2 separate regions of the Sus scrofa genome follow, and region 2 is linked to region 1. Evidence: chromatin contacts called from public HiChIP or PLAC-seq data. All regions are on one chromosome and are shown on one strand. The core of a region is the stretch at or near the end of the contact, and the rest is flanking DNA. Distances in the headings are between cores, read along the strand shown.

The links. HiChIP or PLAC-seq counts read pairs in DNA pulled down with a chosen protein or histone mark.
Region 2: an H3K27ac HiChIP or PLAC-seq map of alveolar macrophages shows a contact between it and region 1. The contact joins the promoter of CLN8 here to the promoter of NIPA2 in region 1. A contact is called at or near these places in 2 of 5 promoter capture datasets (fetal liver and liver) and 1 of 2 datasets of contacts at active chromatin or transcription factors (alveolar macrophages).

Annotation. Positions count from the first base shown.
Region 1 is chr15:32,200,430-32,204,887 of Sscrofa11.1, forward strand. NIPA2 (magnesium transporter NIPA2) reads right to left here and starts at 1,937. Exons shown (of 7, transcript XM_021075602.1): 1 at 1,612-1,937.
Region 2 is chr15:33,286,471-33,290,928 of Sscrofa11.1, forward strand. It overlaps CLN8 (CLN8, transmembrane ER and ERGIC protein), which reads left to right and starts at 1,825. Exons shown (of 3, transcript NM_001244565.1): 1 at 1,825-2,049. It overlaps LOC110257074 (splicing factor, proline- and glutamine-rich-like), which reads right to left and starts at 1,858. Exons shown (of 2, transcript XM_021075674.1): 1 at 1,372-1,858. The coding sequence starts at 1,838.

The sequences.
Region 1 (4,458 bases), core at 687-3,186:
TTGATACAGTCAGATTTTTAACCCAGTGCACCACAGTGGGAACGCCAGCAGGGTATTTCTACGTAATAGAAATAACCTGAAAACCAGTGTCACTGTATTTTATCATTATGTCTCCCTACGAGTAATAGCTATGTCTTAATGAACACCTATGGAGGCACTGCTCCAGACAACTGATACTAATTCTAGCCATACAATAATGAGAAAAACACATCATTACCCCCACCTTGAAGGTAAAGAAACCAAACCTCACAGATTTAAATCACATGCACAGGACCACACAAAAAGCTACACAGCCTAAAATGGAACCTAACTAAGTGTCCACTGGACTTTACTTATATATAGACCGCCCACATCATATTAAACCTTAGCGGTCTCCATCTTTATTTCTGCTTGATTTCCACTTTAATTTTTTCCAACCTCTCACTTGGCTAATTATTTTTAAGAGTAATGCATATAGATGTTCCCATTGTGGCTCAGCAGAAACAAACCCAACTAGTACCCATGAAGATGCGGTTTCAATCCCTGGCCCAGCTCAGTGAGTTAAGGATCCGGTGTGGCTGTGGTGGAGGCTGGCAGCTGCAGCTCTGATTCAACCTCTAGCCTAGGAACCTGATATGCCACAGGTGCAGCCCTAAAAAAAAGCAAAAAAAACCCCCAAGACTTATAAATACTACATAACCTAAATCTCCAACCTTTTTTAGTAATATCATTTATAAATTAAAATTTTAACTTACATGTAAACTTAATATGGTCTCTCTTATGAAAAAAAGGCTGGAAGAGGTTAGAGATGACTTATTCACTCTCATTTCCTGCAAATAAAACCCTTTATTCTCATTTAAAGTTTTAAACCCTGGCAGAGTGGCTCCAGCCTGGAAAGAAGAAAATACAGAAGGAGGCAAAAGAAATAAATAGTTACTGAATATTTTAAAAAATTTGGTTACTAGTCTCCTTACTGGTTTTACTTACCAACTAACATAAAATCTATTCAACCCAGTACACCATACTGTTTTAACAGACATCTTGCTGGTAGGAAAAAAGAGATCTCTATTCTCTCATATTCACTGCTAGCACTTTAACAACAAAGTACTAAGTGGGCTTACGGTATATAGAGAATTCCCAGAAATACAGAGCCTGTAGTAAACGAATTGAAAAGATTCAAGAGACATAAACACAAAACAAAATGCATACTAATTCTATCCACACAATAATGAGTTTTGTTCAGTTATACAGAGAGGAGAGAGAAGGATTTTAGTGACTTTATAAAAGTTAGGAAATGAAACAAGCCTTGTTCAAAACGTTACAGCGACATCTAAGGCTTGTTCAACAGTGTTAATATCTTCGCAGCAGCTGAAAAAATCTTCTAAAACTACAAAATGAAAGCATTTTAATGAACTTAATGAACATGCGCCCTCGACAGGGCCAGGCCAGGTTTCCTTGGGATTCACTGGCAACCCAATTCACAGTGGTATTCCTTGATACAGGTTACGGGAAAACTACTTCCATCTCAGAACACGCGTGGCTCAGAGTCCCCAGGGAAAAGAAAGGCGCCCCTGAAAGATCCTTCCCGACCCAAGATGGGCAGGCTTGCCCAGCTCGCCCCTTCGCGCTTGCCTGAAAGGAAGAAAGTTGGCAGGCCCGCCGCGCAGCTTCCCTTTTCCTATCCGGCCCCGGTCACCTCCGTTCACACCCCTACACAGGCCGCCCGGGTCACTCTGTCCTGAGCTCGCGCGGCCACAGCCTTCGTTGCTGTCCCGTAGGAGGTGCGAGCATCCGGGGCTGCAGCCGTGCACGCCGCTTCCTCCATGGGGAAATGCCGAGAGGAACTTGCCCCGGACGACCTCCGGCACCCACCGCCGCCACAGGGGGCCAAGGGGCGCAGCAGAGGAGAACCTGGGCGCGGCCGAATGACGAAAGCGGCGGCGCGCGCACGCTCAGTGCACGGCAAAGGCTCCGCCTGCGGCGCGCTCTCCGATCTTGTTCCGGTCTCTTTTCCAAGTCCTGGTTGGTGGAGAGCAGGGGGCGGGCCGAAGGGTGTCGGAAGCAGTGTTTTGCAATGTATTGTTTGCCGACCAAAATATCGAAAGGAAGGTACAGTGTGCAGAGAATTCCCACGTGCGGTTAGAGAGTGCCGTGAGTTCCCACGTGTGAAGCTGCGTTTTACGCGGTGTCCCTAGAGATTCCTTAGGGAAAGATTCTCCGAGAGTGCAAGGGAAAGGACTAGCGCCGCGCCAAGAGGCCCGGGCGGGTTGGGGGACGCGGAGGGGCGAGACCAAGTGCTGGTGGCGGGGCGGGCTCAGGGTAAGGCCCTTTCTTCCCCAATGTTAAATAACCGAATACGGGAATAAATGCGTTCTTTGGTCGAGTTTGTGGTTTGGCAAAATTCGGTCTCCCGACCCATGGAGCAGAGATTTATTTTTCATTAGATGCATGGGAAACCCACTGTTAAGCTGTCCCGCCTTAGCTCCTCCTGCAACAGAGAAATTTCTTGGAATCTATCATCATGGTTTCCTTGGAAGAGGACAGAGACGGAGAGGTCATTTATAAGAAGCCTGGTGGAGCAACTAGCTAAATCTGGAGTGAGACCTGCTAATAAACCAATAACACCTTGGTTACAGTTGCAAAAGTCTTCTAGGGATGTTCTTTCAGTTTTTGACTAGATGCAAAAGCACTATTATACCAAATTTAAGTTATTTTGGGTGGGAATATTCCTAAAATGAATTCTGTGCCTATTTAGGCAGAAAATGCCCAATATAATTTGCTCTTTTCAGACTACAGTCCCATTGGACTGTTATGTTCTAGATTACGCAGCCCCTGACCACTCTGGTTTTGGTAACTATGCAGCTTCTAATTTAAAAGCTTTTAATCTTCTGTGAACTTGACAAACAGGAAACTGCTTTTTAGAACTGGCTCAGATGAATTTTTTTGCTTGCTTTTTGGTCTTAACTGAATTCTAGTTAAATGACATTGTCAAATAAAGAATTATATTAACTAATCTTTTAAAAATATTTTATATTTTGCCGTTGGTTTGTTCAAATCTGTGTTCAAACAAGGCCCATACTGGTTTGTTTTTGTTTTTGTTTTGGTCATTTTAGGGCCGCACTCACAGCCCATATGGAGGTTCCCAGGCTAGGAATTGAATTGGAGCTGTAGCTGCTGGCCTATGCCACAGCCACACCAGATCAGAGCCACATCTGCAACCTATACCACAGCTTACAGCAGCACTGGATCCTTAACCCACTGAGCGAGGCCAGGGATCGAACCTGCATCCTGATGGATGCTGCTCAGATTGTTTTCCGCTTAGCCAGGACGGGAACTCCTGTACTGACTATTGAAAGATAGTTTGCAAGTTGGTAACTATGACGTGGTAGATTGAAAAAATGGCTCTGATTCTCTACCTATCCATGTGCCCACACATTTTGCAGAATGGCTTTGCACTTCCATATCATCTCCTGATTCTGGCCTTGGGACTGTCTTTGGTCAAGAAAATGTGGTGGTTCCCAGCCTAAACCATGATGAGAAGAAGCTTGGACTGTTTGCTAGAGGAGGAGATCAGGTGGAGTAGAGCAACTTGCAAAGCCACCTAGCTTCATTGAGACCAAGGATTGGAGCCTAGTTGGTTGAGGACCACAAAACTGCACAATGACCCACAGACATATGAGAATGAATAAAGGAATCTTGTATTAAGCCACTCTTTGATATGTATTGCTGTGTAACAATAACTAATCCCAACAGTGCCTCTAGGAAGCAGATGACTGTAATGAAAGTAGTGGTCGAGTCATAAGAATGCTTAGAAATTATGTTGACTTAACAAATTAATTTGCTTGTAGCTCTTTTCTGCCAGTATTCTAATCATACCAGCTAAACCCTGCCTCATCTAATCATCCTTCTCTCATCATTGTAGTTCACAGACTCATCTCACATTGATTATCTGGACTCCTCCCACATCTGACCCTTACTGTCATATTGCACAGTGTATTGTTTTTATAAGTGTATATAATTCCTTGCTAAAGTAATGCAAGCTCCTTAAATGCCCAGTTTACTTCTCCAGCACATAATGTTGCAGATCTTAAACACCAGGAGCATTCAAGCATTGATCATGAGATTTTTTTTTTTTTTTTTTTTTTTGTCTTTTTTGCCATTTCTTGGGCCGCTCTCGCGGCATATGGAGGTTCCCAGGCTAGGGGTCTAATCGGAGCTGTAGCTGCCAGCCTACGCTAGAGCCACAGCAACGTGGGATCCAAGCTGCATCTGCAACCTACACCACAGTTAATGGCAACGCCGGATCGTTAACCCACTGAGCAATGCCAGGGATCAAACCCGAAACCTCATGGTTCCTAGTCGGATTTGTTAACCACTACGCCATGACAGGAACTCCATGAGATGTTTTTAAACTTAAAAATTGAATGCCTTTTCATATACTGCTCTTAGGATTGTAAAATGGTACAAGCTCCTTGTAAG
Region 2 (4,458 bases), core at 575-3,074, 1.1 Mb after region 1:
GTCACAGACGTGGCTCAGATCTGGTGTGGCTGTGGCTGTGGCGTAGGCCGGCAGCTGCAGCTCTGATTAGACCCCTAGCCTGGGAACGTCCATATGCCGCAGGTGTGGCCCTAAAAAGACAATAAAAGAAAATAAAAATAAAAGTAGCATAGCAGAAAAATACAGTCCTTGAACATCTTAACCTAAGCTGAGAAATTTACTGCCAGCATGCTAATCAGGTCACCACTTCACCTTTCTGAGCCCAGTTCCTCATTTGAAAGGCGGACCTGGTCACAGCATGCACAGAGGACACCAAGAGTGAGGGCAATGACTGGGGAAGTGGCAGCACCTTGAGCACCAGATCTCTGTTTCTACAGGAGACTCAGGATTTAGCTGAACCTTGATGAGAATCAGAAAATCAGAAGATACAATCATTGTTGATACTTTGTTTTCAAGAGGTGTTGATAATTTAAACATCTTATTTCATCCTCAAATTCTCTTCACCACTGGGAGACTTTGGGAAGGGGAAGCAACACAAAACAAGAGTGAGTCTCCAGAGCTGTCGTTTTTAATCCAACTCAGTACATTTACTGTGTGTCTCTCATATGGTCTCCCTACACCAGGGTGGGTGTAGGGAGGAAAGAAGGCTTTCCATGTGATTTCCCGTATTTTCAGCAGATGTGTGTGAATCATGGGTGATTCCCAAGTGCTGGGGATACAGGAGTGACAGGCACATTCCCAAGTGCTGGGGATACAGGAGTGACAGGACCACATTCTCCTCCCATGCTGCTAACATTTTAATCAGAGGACACAGAAAATAGCTAAAACAAACCCATGAAAATACAAAGTGTCCAGCGGTGATAAGTTCAGGAAAGAAAGAAGATTCAGGGTGAGATCAGGGGAGGGCAGGCTGTAGGGACACGTGAGCATTAGGCTGGCCTGGGGTCAGGTCTGCATCTACTCTTCACACCTGAGGTCGGAGCTCAAGCAGGTAGTTTCAGCTGGTGGATGTGGAGCCCCGGGCTCTCTGAGTCAGGCCTGGAGAGGGTGCTCCTGGCTGTCTGGATCCTGGCACCTACACCCACTAGTGAACTCTAGGACCCCAGCGGCACCTCGCGGGTGCCCTGCACATGGGCTATGGGCTACCCCAGGGGGGCTGGCAAGGCCTGACTGCACCGCCCACAGTACGCGCTTCACAAGCTGTCAAACAGCTAAGGCCTTTTTTACACTCTGCAGACAGGTGAGCCACGCAGCCTGCTCCGGGTGCTAATGCGGAATCCTCCCACCGTACCAGCCGGCGTTGTGATCCTTTCCGGTTCACAAATGCGGATTCTGAGCGCAGGGTTGGCGTGGTGGGAGCAAGGCTGACAGGGGCAGGAAGCGAAACTGCACCTGAGGCTCGTTCCGTGGCCCTGGGCTGGCCTCTGCAGAGGTGCGGGCTGGGTTGGACCAATGTCACCGCCGGGAAAGGGCGGCCTCCCGCGGACCTTGGCAGCCGAGCTTTCAGGGGGCTCCGTGGGGTCTCCTAGGGTCCTCCGCAGGGTCGTCCCCGCGGGCGGTGAGTTCAGAGGCGTCGCCGAACCTGGGGGCCCCGGGACCCCCGCGAGCTCTGGGTGGACTCGGAAGACTCCTTCCTGGTTTAGCACCGCTCCGGAAGGGTCGACCTGGGACGGGAGGGGTAAGTCCCGGGCCAGCTCACGGTACAGGCCAGTGAGGAGGGGCGGCGAGTGCAGATCCGGCCCCCCTCCCACAGTACAGCCCGCGCCCCCCCCGGTATGGTACAGCCCACTCCCCCCCCCGCGGCTGCGCCCTTGGTAGCGTCCGGCCGCGGTGCGTTTTTCCCCATCCCGAATGCGCATGCGCGGCGGCTTGGGCGCGGGTCGTGACCCATCTTTGTGCAGGTGGACGCTGGGCGCTGGTGGGTGTGTGAGTCTTGTCTGCTCCTCATCTTGGACCGCAGAACCCCGCGTCCTCGCGCGGAGGAGCCCCGCGTGACCACGTCTGGCCTGCGGTGCTTGGAGGCCTGGGCTGACTGTGGGCCGTGGACCGGTCCGGCCGCCCGGTCCGCAGGTGAGCGGGGCAGGGGGCGGGTCACGCCGTCTGCAGGTGAGCCGGGCAGGTTCAGGTCGGTCTGGCGCTCCGTCGACAGGTGAGCGGTGGAGCAGAGGCCAGTTCCGCCCGTGTACCGATGAGCCGCGTGGGGGCTCGATCCGAGCGGAGTGGGAGCCAGTCCGGGCCCCGGTAGCAGGGGTGCAGCCGGCTGGTCCACCTGGGAGCTCAGCCCCTTCCGAGAGTCCAGGTCTTGCACGCTGAGGGACTGGTCAACGAGCGTCTTATCCCTGATTATTAGAGCTGAGCAGTAAGTTCCTGGGGTGACTTCAGAGATGTTCACTGCAGAGTGGTCTGTGCACAGACTCCCTCGAGAAGAGGGTTTACAAGAGAACTGTGAACATCATGCTGAAAAGAATTAGGCGAAAGGCAGCGTGTATGTTTTTCATGAAGAAGAAAAAAAACGTAAAAGCTCACATTTGGCAAGAGGATTGACCCAGCACCCCGCCCCCCCAATATAGTAATAGTGTTTAGAGCTGGGTAGGAGGATTACTAGGTTTGAATTTTGTATTTTTATGCTGGTTTATATTTTCTGAATTTTGTTTATTGAGCATGTTGTTTCTTTAATCTTGGAAAAAATCTTTTTGAACTGACGAAGTGTAACTCTCAAAATGTTAGAAACATCTGTCCAGCTGATAAGGAGCACATGTCAGTTTGCATTATCTGACTGAGCAGGGATGCCACTGGAGAGCAATGAGCCACAGCCTTTGGGATTTTACCTTCTTTGGGCCAAGAGGAGAGCTTTTGTGTCTTGTCAGTGTTGCCAGGTTAACCTCATAGACTGAAGTCTGGGCCTGTCTCACTGTTGTCTCTCCTGGAAAGTCAAGTGAACCCTCAGGGGTTTGTAAGCAGCAATTCAGCATGACATAAAACAGCATGAGTTCTCCTCTTTTTTGGGCAATATTTCCAACTTTTGTATCAGTTTAGCCACCAGTGATCAGAAGGTGCTCATAGATGCTTCTTTGTCAGAGCTGGGGGGCCCTGGTGGCCAGGGTCACATCCTGGGGACCCTACTGCCTGGCTACTGTAGTGCCGGGGCTGACACTCTAATAAATTTCAAAAAAATCGCCTGGTCTGGTGCAATAGAAGCCACTAAACCTTATACAAAAAAGAATGAGAGGAAGTTTTTGTAAATAGATCTTATAGAAAATGGGACGTGGGGAGTCAGGGGACAAGGCCTCCCCCCCCGCCCCCCAGGGAATCACCTCCCTCATGGCCACAGTTCCTCTACCTCGACCTCCGAGGTACTGGGATGGTGAGCTTCGAAGCCACCAGGATTGAAGGAACAGCGTCATCAGTGCTCATGGGTCTGCGGCCGTGTCAGGGAAGGCAACAGTGGCCCCAGGTGACAAGAAGCCCTCAGTCTGGGGACTGGGGGGAGGCAAGCCTGCAGCAGCAGGACAGGGTGACCCCAGGGTACCCTGTGCCAGGGAAGGAGAGGGGTCTGGTCAAGGGGAGTGGGCACTGGGGCTCTGCCCTCCCACCTAGTCTGTGCTGCATCCAGAGCAGGGCCTGGCTCACCCTGGGGGTGCCACCTAGTCCAAGGCAACAGCGCCTCCGCTCGTCCCTGAAGAGCCCCCACCCAAGGCCTGGCCCTGTCCCCTCATGCCTCAGGTGGATCAGCTCACTCCTGTGTCCCGGAGACCCATGGGGACAGGTCAGACCCAGAACCTCTGTGCTGCAGCGGTGTAGGAAGGGGTGTAACCAGGAGGATTAAAACAGATGGGAATAGGGCGTGTTTATAGGGTTTAAAGGGTGACAAGTGTTGGGTTTTTATAGGGAGTTGTTTCTGTTTCTTGATGGCCCTGGGGTGGTGGTGGTGGGGTGTCCCTGCTTCTGCTCTGGCTCACCTGAGTCTTTGTTGCAGTGTTGGACCTTAATCCATCTGCATTTCTTTCTCTAGATAAGACACTAAAAGGTTAACTCTTCAGGAAGGTTACCTTGAAGTGTTGTGGACCCAGAAGCCAGGCTGAAGCTTTCTCTGTGGGGAGAATTTGAAAGGCTGGTGTTTCGTCCTGGATTTCTGGGTCCTGGGAGCAAGTCCCCCATTACTGCCTGGAATGCTTGCACCACGCCTGCTGCCCTCCCCCCTTGGTCCTTGGCTCTGCATCCCATCCTTCCACCCTCATCTCAAGCACACACTTCAGAAGCAGGCAGACCCAGATTGGGTGTCCGTGTCCTAGTTTCTCCCACGTCCTGTGCAGCCGCAGGCTGGTGAGTGGGCCCTTGTGTGCAGCCTCGCTTTTCCACTTTCCTTCCCCTCCCAGCCCCCCTGCTGCACCCCCAGGACCCCTTGTGCTGCTTAATGGAAGGCAGGGCAGTCAAGGAGGGGAGATGGAGAAGCAGGGTGTGTGCTGGTCCTTTTTCAGG